Linked DNA regions of Sus scrofa: all the other regions are linked to region 2. A link is a contact called in public HiChIP or PLAC-seq and promoter capture Hi-C data. All regions are on one chromosome and are shown on one strand. The core of a region is the stretch at or near the end of the contact, and the rest is flanking DNA. Distances in the headings are between cores, read along the strand shown. Region 1 holds the start of PRDM10 (PR domain zinc finger protein 10). Region 2 holds the start of ST14 (suppressor of tumorigenicity 14 protein). Region 3 overlaps PRDM10 (PR domain zinc finger protein 10).

Region 1 (2,780 bases), core at 256-2,755, 140 kb before region 2:
ATTTAGAACATCATATAAGTACAGTTCCTCAACACAGAAGCGCTTGCGGTGCTGGGGGTGGAGTGGGCAGTGTACCAAAAACACACACAGTACACCTTCCTGCCTTCAAAGAGCTTACAGCAAAAGGTGGAGAAACAAAGGAATGCGTCAGAAAAAGAGGCCGCAAACCCTCACGAGTGATTTGTTTTTTATGAAGTGCTTCTGAGTTTAAAGAACTTTGGGGGACGACCAGCCGGGCAAGATTTGAATAGGCTTCGAATGGCACATGGCCCAGCTGGGTGCGAACCCTCTCAAGCTTGATCCTCGACTTCAGACCTAGAAGGAGCCAGCCTTGTGCTTAAACGTACACAAACATTGACTGAAAATTGATCGGAACCCAACCAACCCGCCAAACAAGGCTAAGCACGAACGCACACAAAATTCGACAAATCTGCGTTCACTTGACTTAGCAGAGCACCCGAGATGTGGCCACAGGCTAAAAAGTGCTTAAGCAAAGCTGACGATAGGCTGGCAACTCAGTACCGCCAACCCGCTTCCCAAAGGCCTGTGGCTCAAGCCTCCGCACCCGTCCCCGCCGCCCCAGAGCAGAGGTGGACCTCGGCCTGCGCCCTGCCCACCGCGAACACTGTCCACCAAGAATGCCCCAAACGGGCCATCCATCCCTCGCCGGGTCCCGGGACGCCAACTTGTGCATAAGGAACTAGGAGCCAACAATCAATGGCAAGACGGTGGCGCGGCCTCCCGAGACAAAGCAGGGAACCCAGACCACTGAGCCCGCCGGCCCCTAGTCCAACGCCGCGCCGCCGCCCCCGCGCCCGCCAGCTGAGACCGCCTGCTGCACCCCGAGCGCCCGCCGCACCCCAAGCGCCCGCCCAACCGCCGCCGCAGAAGCGTGCAGGGCGCCCAACCGCCGTCCCGGCCCAACCAACGCGGGCAGGGGAGGAGAGGTGCGCGCGGCCGGCGGAGCGTGCGAGCCGCTCGGGGGTCGCAGGGGGGAGGCTGCGCGCGGGGAAGGCAGGGCGAAGAGGCGCCGGAGCCATGGCTGAACACAGCGCCAGGAGGGGCTCGGGTAGGGGATTTTGCCCCTTTCCCCTTGGAAGGTGCAGATGGTTTGACCCCCCACCCCGAGTGAGGTGCCTTGTCCCAGCCCCGGCTGGACTGTACCATCGGGCGGTGCCGCCGGGATTTCTCCCCCCCACCACCATCACCAAGCTCCCCCCCCACCCGGGTCCGCGGTCGGTTGGCCCCGGCCGGGCTCTGAGACGCGGAAAGAGCTTGGCGCCATTTTGGGTGGGACTAAGCAAAGACGAAACACCCTCCCAGTCGATGGGGTACTCTGGACGCTGGCTTATCCGGTTCCCTTAATCCTTTAGGTACTTACACGACGTTGGGTGAGGGGAGCTGGTAGATCAGCGGGTCCCCGATCCTCTCTCCCTAGGGGTGATGGAAATCAAACCCCCCCGCCACCTCCAGGTGGTTCTTCCCGCCGCAGAGTGGGAGCAGCATAAAAGGCGGGGCTTCATTAGCATAATCTGCCTGGCAACCTGATCTCGGCGTTATATGATTGGTTGAACTCTGTAAACTCCTTGCCCTGCCGAAAGACGAGTAACGCTGGGGCGAACTGACAGGCCCAGATTTAAGACTCATGACGAAGATCCTGAGACGCTTATTCAGTCGGTGGAGAAGCCAAAAGGAGATTCACACAATGGCCCAATGGCTGAAGGCCTCTTTATTTCGTGCTCTGCTGTTCGTTTAAAATCCAATCAAAGAGCGGGTTTCGGGCAGCGTTCGCCTGCGTTTGTGCTCTAAGCCAATCAGAAGAGCCGACTCTTCGGATTCAGGGTCAAGACAGCTCACCGGGACCCGCCGTGGCCCAGGTGGGAGAGTTCCAGCCTCTGTTCTTCGGGTGGCAGCTCGCCAGCCTCAGTGCCCCAAGTGGGAGGAGGGACTGCAAGTCTGTCGGGTGTCAAGCCTTCCCCGCACGCACCCGAGAGCCCTAGCCCTGAGAGCTGCATCCCGGGACACGGTGGGCCAAGCGCACGCCCGCCTGCTCCGGCCTCTGCTGCCAAATCCACGCCACGAGCGGGACCCGAGCGGAGCCGGCCCACGGCGTCTAAACTCAACCCTGCAGACCCAGGGAGCGCCGGTCTGAGTCTCTCCTTTCCTTTTACCATTCTGAAAAATTTCACAAACATGAAGTGTTACGAAACACTGGTTAACCAAAGACTTAGCTCTGTTTTCTTAACCTCAGGCTCCCACATCGTACCGTCCCTCAAAACTGCCTCTGCAAAGGAGCCAAGTGCAGAGAAATGAGCTCAGACTCTACAATAAAACACCAGCTCTAGTTCCCCACCCCTAATATGAATAGCAGCTAGAACTTGAAGAGACCTAGAGCCTTTCCACGTACAGGGAACAATTATCCCATCCATGACATCTACCTTGCTATGTTGTTTAGAAGACTAAGTGGGATTTACATGTAAAATACTTAGCACACTAGAATCTAAACGGATAAAAGTGTTAACGGCGATAGGAGTTTCCTTGGTGGCTCAGAGGTTAACGAACCCGAGTAGCATCATGAGGATGCTGGTTCAATCCCTGGCCTTGCTCAATGGGTTAAGGACCTGGCGTTGCAGTGAGCTGTGGTGTAGGTCGCAGACAAGGCTCGGATCCAGCGTTGCTGTGGCTCTGGTGTAGGCTGGTGGCTACAGCTCCGACTGGAGCCCTAGCTTGGGAACCTCCATATGCCAGTGAGGCCCTAGAAAGACAAAAAAAAAAAGACA
Region 2 (3,051 bases), core at 150-2,649:
GAACAAATTAGGTAGGAAATATAAGGGTTGAGGGTTGGAGAGTCAAAGATGATTCCAAGGTTTTGAGCCTAGGAGAATGATAATATAACAGGAGAAATGGTGCAAGACGGCCAAGTCTGGGAAGGGAGTCTGGGCCTTGCTGATTGTTTCTCTTTTGCTGTTTTTCTTTTCTTTTCTTTTTTCTTTTTGGCCGTGCCAGGGGCCTGTGGAAGTTTCCATGCCAGGTATCTAACTTGAGCCACAGCAGTGACAACACGGGATCCTTAACCTCCTGAGCCACAAGGAAACTCCAAAGCAGGAGTTTTTATTTTGCTTGCTCTTGTTTCCCAGCATCAAGAACGGGTGCTTAATATATAACTTGTACTGAATGATATTTGTTAAATGCAAATGCGTAACACTAGTAGAAAGCAAAAGGAGAAGTTCCCAAGCAATTTTTCTCCCCAGGCAATTGTTAATTCAGGATTGGCCCTCCCTCATCATGTCAATGCTAGGAAGGTGGACTTAACCTACCTGAAGCCATCAGATGAGTTGCCAAGAAAGTGTAGAGAAAAAAAAAAGAGAGAGAGCTTTGGGAACTCTGACATTTAGGGGCCAGAAAGGAGGACCAGAATCCAGGGAAGGTGAGCATTTGAGGCTGGGGTCAATCAGTATCAGATGCTGCAAATAGGTGAAGGAGGCTGGGAGCAGTTGAGAGGGCACTGAGTTGAGCAACTCTGGGAGAGCCGGATGCAGGCCACAGGGAGGCCCTCATGGAGCAACAAGGAGGAAGGAGAGGCAGCTACCTGCCAGGAGGGAGAGGGGGCCAGTGGCTGGAGGTGGAAGCTGGGCCACGGGTAGGTCAGAACTGAGACCTGGACAAGTGGAGCAAGGTGGGGAGAGACTGAAGACTCTGGAAGAGAGGGAGGGAAACCAAGGCTGGACTCCAGGTGGAGGATGGGCCACTTCTAGGCGAGGAAAAGGGCGGGGGTGGGGGAAAAGTTTCCCTGTTTTGTTTGTTTGTTTTGTCTTTTTAGGGCCGCACCTGCTAGGGGTCTAATCCGAGCTGCCGCTGCCATCCCAGGCCAGAGCCACAGCAACGCCAGATCCGAGCCGCGTCTGCAACCTACACCACAGCTGAGGGCAACGCCGTATCCTTAACCCACTGAGCGAGGCCAGGGATAGAACCTGAAACCTCATGGTTCCTAGTCGGATTCATTTCCACAGCGCCAGGCCGGGAACTCCCAAGTTTCGCTGCAGTTTCACGCTATCTCCCGGGGGCCTGTTATGTGAGCGGGGCACGGTGCGGGCAGAGGGCCACCGCCAGACAGGTCGCCCCACCCAGCTCCTCCACCACCTCCAGGCAGTGGCCTAGCTTCCCGGTTCCCTAGGGGAGGAGGTGGCCGAGAGCCCCGCGGGCTGGGGGGAGGAGGTGGAGGGGGTGGAGGGGAAGGTGCGGCGACGCGGCGGGCGGGGCTGGCCGGGAGCCACACCCTGAAACTACCTGCGCGCGACAGGAAGGGCCGGGTAAGAACCTCGGCGGCCGGCGCGCTGGACCTGCGACCGGAACCAGGCCCGCCCCGCGCCCCGACCCCGACCCCGCGGCGATGGCCTGAGCCCCACCGCCCACGGGACCATGAGGAGCGACCGGGAGCGCAGGGGCGCTGGCGGCTTCGGGGGCCTCGGCGCGGGACTCAAGTACAGTTCGCGGCCGGAGGTGGGCGAGCGCTGGCGGCGCGGGCATCTGGGCGGGACACGCGGGGGCCGGGGGGCGAGGACAGGGCCCGGGGAATCGGGGGCCGGGGGAGTAGCGCGGCGCTTCTGTCGGCCGAGGGAGCCGCTCCTCTGCCGGTTTGTGGTCGCGGCGCCGGGTCAACAGGTGGAATTTCCTGCTCGGCGGGAACCCGGCAGGACCTTCGATTCCCGCCTCGCCGCGCCCGCCTAGGTACAGGCGTCTCTCTGCCCCGGTCCCCCTGTCCCTCGGGCTTTTCCCTGACCTGGAAGGGTTCTCATCTTGGGCCTTGCATAATCTCCGCGCAGTGGGTGCACATCTGGAAGGAACCAACGGCGTGGCCTCAGACTAGGTGGTTTGGGTCGGGAAAGGAAAGTTGCCAAAGGGCTCCGGAGTCCTAGCGTCCTTGGCCTCTGCAGGAACTTGTTTTTGTCTTGCTGGTCTGAAGACATTCTGAGGACCTCTGCAGAGGACAACTGGGAGGCCAGAGCTTCGCTTGCCATAGAGCTTGGGACACCCAGGGCGGGACTGGGTCTGGGCTTCTCCAAGAGGGGATGGAGCCGTTTGGGCAGGTGACTTTATGGGAAAGGATGTGGGAAGCTGTGTCTTGAGCCTTTTGGAAGACACTGAAGCAGAAAACTCTTGCTTGGCAGAAAGAACAGGAGAGACTTCTTAAAAGATCTTTAATTAAAATGTTAGATCTTTTTTTTTTTTTTTTGTCTTTTTGCTATTTCTTTGGGCCGCTCCCACGGCATATGGAGGTTCCCAGGCTAGGGGTTGAATCGGAGCTGTAGCCGCCAGCCTACACCAGAGTCACAGCAACGCGGGATCGAGCCGCGTCTGCGACCTACACCACAGCTCACGGCAACGCCGGATCGTTAACCCACTGAGCAAGGGCAGGGACCGAACCCGCAACCTCATGGTTCCTAGTCGGATTCGCTAACCACTGCGCCACGACGGGAACTCAAAAAAAAAAAAAAAAAAAAAAAAAAAAAAAAAAAAAAGTTAGATCTTAACGTAAAGAGCGGGGAAGCTACATGGCAGTGCTCTGGCAGGACTAACAGCCAGGCCTCCACGGAGGTCTCTCGAGAATCACTGTCTTTTCCAAGGCCATTCTGACTGAGAAAGCTTGCAGAAGCCAGATTCTGGGGATGCCCTCATTCTCTGAACCACCCTTAGCAACTGAGGCTGGGTACTCTGGGTTTCTCCACTTTTCCAGCCAGTGCGGGAGGAAGTGTGGACTCAGCAGCCAGCCTGGAGGCTTGGGACTGTTCCCGCTGAGTCTCAGCCCTGCTGGGGGCAGATGCACACTGGTGGTGGACATCTTCTATTTTCCTTGCTTT
Region 3 (2,971 bases), core at 78-2,577, 200 kb before region 2:
TCACAGCTGCAGCTCGGATTCAGTCCCTGGCTCGGGAACTACTAAATGCTGTGGGTGCAGCCATAAAAAATAAATAAATAAAGGTGCCAAAATGGCATAGTTGCTAAAACATGTGATGAGAAATTCACTGAAATGAATTCTGAGATAGAGCGTCTGCTGTGGCTCAGCAGTGATGAACCCAACTAGTATCCATAAGGACTCAGGTTCAATCTGTCCCCTCTCAGTGGGTTAAGAAGCCAGCCTTGCCATGAGCTATGGTGTAGGTCACATATTTGGCTCGAATCTGGTATTGTCATGGCTGTGGCATAGGCCGGCAGCTGCAGCTCTGATTTGACCCCTAGCCTGGGAACTTCATATGCCATGAGTGCAGCCCTTAAAAAAAAAAAAAAAGAAAGAAAGAAATGAATTCTGTGACAACAAATTCTTTGCAGACAAAAACCATTAAAATGTTTCTAAAATATGATATTAAGAGCTAAAGGAATCTGATTTTTTTTTAATTTTTAAAAAAATGTTTTGTATTTAGGAACCTAAATTATTGATCTGATTTTTTATTATTTTGATCTAGGATATCAATGTTTCTTTTCTTTTTTTTTTTTTTTTTTAAGCAATTTTTCTCTGGCCTGCTTTCTGCTCAGTTTTCAAAAGCTTTGGTGCAGGAGCCCCACCCAACATACCTTCCTCTCCACTATCCTCCAAGTGGCATCTGTGCGAGGGTCAGGCCAGCGTGTGCACAGTCCCGTAACCACATCAAGCACATTCCTGTGTCTCAGCCTTTGATGCCATGGCTGCCCTCCTCTGAAATGGTCTACCTTCCTCCTGTCTCTCTTTCAAGGACAAGTTTAAGATTTACATCACCAATGAATTATTCCCCAACTCCATCTTTCTTTGGCCTTTCACTCTTCCAACTTCCTATAGCGATTATAGGCTTTTCCTTTAAATTTAGCACTTCACTGTGACCCATCTTACATTAACATCGTCTGTCAAATTAGACTGCAAGATCCCAGGGGAAAGGACTCCAGTGAAAATGCTACTGGGTTTCGGCAGTGCTACACATACAGTATGAACTCAGAGCCACTGCAAAAGTCTTTCGGTTGTTTCAGAGCTGGAAGGGACCTTGCAGATCACTTAGTCCTACCATGTGTTGTGTGTATGTGCAAATTGCAGCCCACGGTTTAACTCGCTTCCTATTTGGAAATACATTATTGGTATTCATTAACTAATTTGCGTTTATAGCAACCAAATTGTCGTTTCCACCAGGATTTAGTAAGTACAGGTTGCAAAGAACAGCAGGTCAGGCAAACACTTAAATAACATTCTGTTATGTGAGTGAAACACAGGAAAAAAACCTACCTGCAGCTCCAACTGAGCAGGCAGCATTAGAGGAGAGAAAAATAGTTACATTACCAATGGGGTTGGAAGGCTTCCCTTCAGTTGGTCATTACCAATCTGGATAGAAAAGATGAAAAAATACATAGCCCTGCTTTTTAGAATGTGTGAGAGGAAAAAAAAAAAAAATAGCTCACCTAAGACTGACCTCCAAAAGCCACATGCACGTGGCTTTGGCTGTGACACAAGGAACTTTGTACTAGAGCACAAGTACCAGCATGGCTACACTACCCTTGCACATGTGGACTTTAGTTGTTTTCCTTCAAAAAAATTAAATCTAGCAAGCATTTCTCTGGACTCAATGAAAAATCAGAATGGCCAAAGCAGAAAAGACAGTTATTTGCATAAGAGGGTGCAATGCAGATTGGGAAATCTTGTAGCATGATGAATGGAAGGTATTCATAGCTTTCTGCCTTTCTGGTCTGTATGTGTTTACACATTCTTTTGAAATGACATACATGGAGGCACACATTTTCAAAGTTTCCATGTCAGGACCCTGCTAAAGGCCTCGGTGTGCTCAGGGCTCTTCCATCCTGTCACACGGTACAAACGTTTAAATGCATTTTTACATGAAGGGATGGACTATTCGGCTGTTCAAGATCCCTTCTAGCCTACAGGCAAATGAGAAGACCCAAGAAACATAAACTAAAATGATCAACCATCTAGAAACTGGGAAGTTATACAAAAAGTCTCTCTCATCCACACATGAAGGACAAAGGAAAGGCTTGAAACGCCCTGCTGCCACAAACATGGGTTGAAGTGACTGTTTTCTGGATGTAAATTGTCAGCAAGGGCGCTCATCCCATAAAACCACGTTGCTCTCCACACTCATCCCCTGCAGGTTCTAACTCACACTCGAGGCTATGAGTGACATGGGGATAAAACACACCTGGCCCAGCAGCCAGACAGGCCCTGCAGCCACAGGGTCTAAAGTCAAGACGTAGGTCACGTAGGTCACTGCCCTACCCCTAAACTTGATGGTTAGCTCTGAGCTGCCTCAGTGTGTGGGCTGCACCTGCCCTATCAACCTAGACACGGTTCCTTTGCACTGACAAGTCATGGCATTTGCCAGCCATCCCTTGGAAACCGCCAATAACCAAATTCAAAACCCAAAATTAACTTGAGAACTGTGATTAGGCACAAATTAGGCTGGCTTAAATACAAGTAACTATTATAACTCAATGTACTTATTTCTCCAGTTCCAGTCTGTGAGTAAGGGATCCAGAGAGCTACCCTACTCTAACCACAGCAGTCCAGAAGCTGCCAAGAGCCAGGCTCCCGTGCCATGGCTAAATTGGTCAAACCTAAGACCAGCCATTCCAGCCTGCCATGGAACACAGTGACTCCGAGAAATAGTTAATACTTTCTTCCAAAGTGAGGAGCTTGAGCGTGTGATAGGCCAGATGCAAGGTTTAGAAGTGGATGGCGAACGGCTTGGCACCTACAAAGCTGGCCGCCTGCAGCAAGGTCAGCGCCCACCCAGGAGAGGGAGCTGGCTTCCCACTTACTCGGATGCGCTTGGCCCTGCGCATATCGTCGGCTGTCAGGGTGCTTGGGGCTGGCAGCACGCTCTCCTCATGCTGGG

What was found. Promoter capture Hi-C pulls out the DNA fragments that hold promoters and counts their contacts. HiChIP or PLAC-seq counts read pairs in DNA pulled down with a chosen protein or histone mark.
Region 1: a contact with region 2 is called in an H3K27ac HiChIP or PLAC-seq map of alveolar macrophages. The contact joins the promoter of PRDM10 here to the promoter of ST14 in region 2.
Region 3: a promoter capture Hi-C map of fetal liver shows a contact between it and region 2, with 4 times the contacts expected there. The contact joins the enhancer-like site here to the promoter of ST14 in region 2. A contact is called at or near these places in 1 of 5 promoter capture datasets (fetal liver) and 12 of 47 Hi-C or Micro-C datasets (blood, brain, embryonic fibroblasts and 6 more).

Annotation. Positions count from the first base shown.
Region 1 is chr9:56,747,982-56,750,761 of Sscrofa11.1, forward strand. It overlaps PRDM10 (PR domain zinc finger protein 10), which reads right to left and starts at 1,506. Exons shown (of 22, transcript XM_013979568.2): 1 at 1,382-1,506.
Region 2 is chr9:56,886,847-56,889,897 of Sscrofa11.1, forward strand. ST14 (suppressor of tumorigenicity 14 protein) reads left to right here and starts at 1,400. Exons shown (of 19, transcript XM_005667512.3): 1 at 1,400-1,693. The coding sequence starts at 1,613.
Region 3 is chr9:56,683,769-56,686,739 of Sscrofa11.1, forward strand. PRDM10 (PR domain zinc finger protein 10) reads right to left here. Exons shown (of 22, transcript XM_013979568.2): 11 at 2,895-2,971. Among named protein-coding and RNA genes, the nearest start is that of NFRKB, 29 kb to the left of the region's middle. Within about 2 kb of position 1,328, at least 9 of the 83 cell types and tissues checked have an H3K27ac peak or open chromatin away from gene starts, as enhancers often do. A contact at or near this core is called in fetal liver, where this site is marked.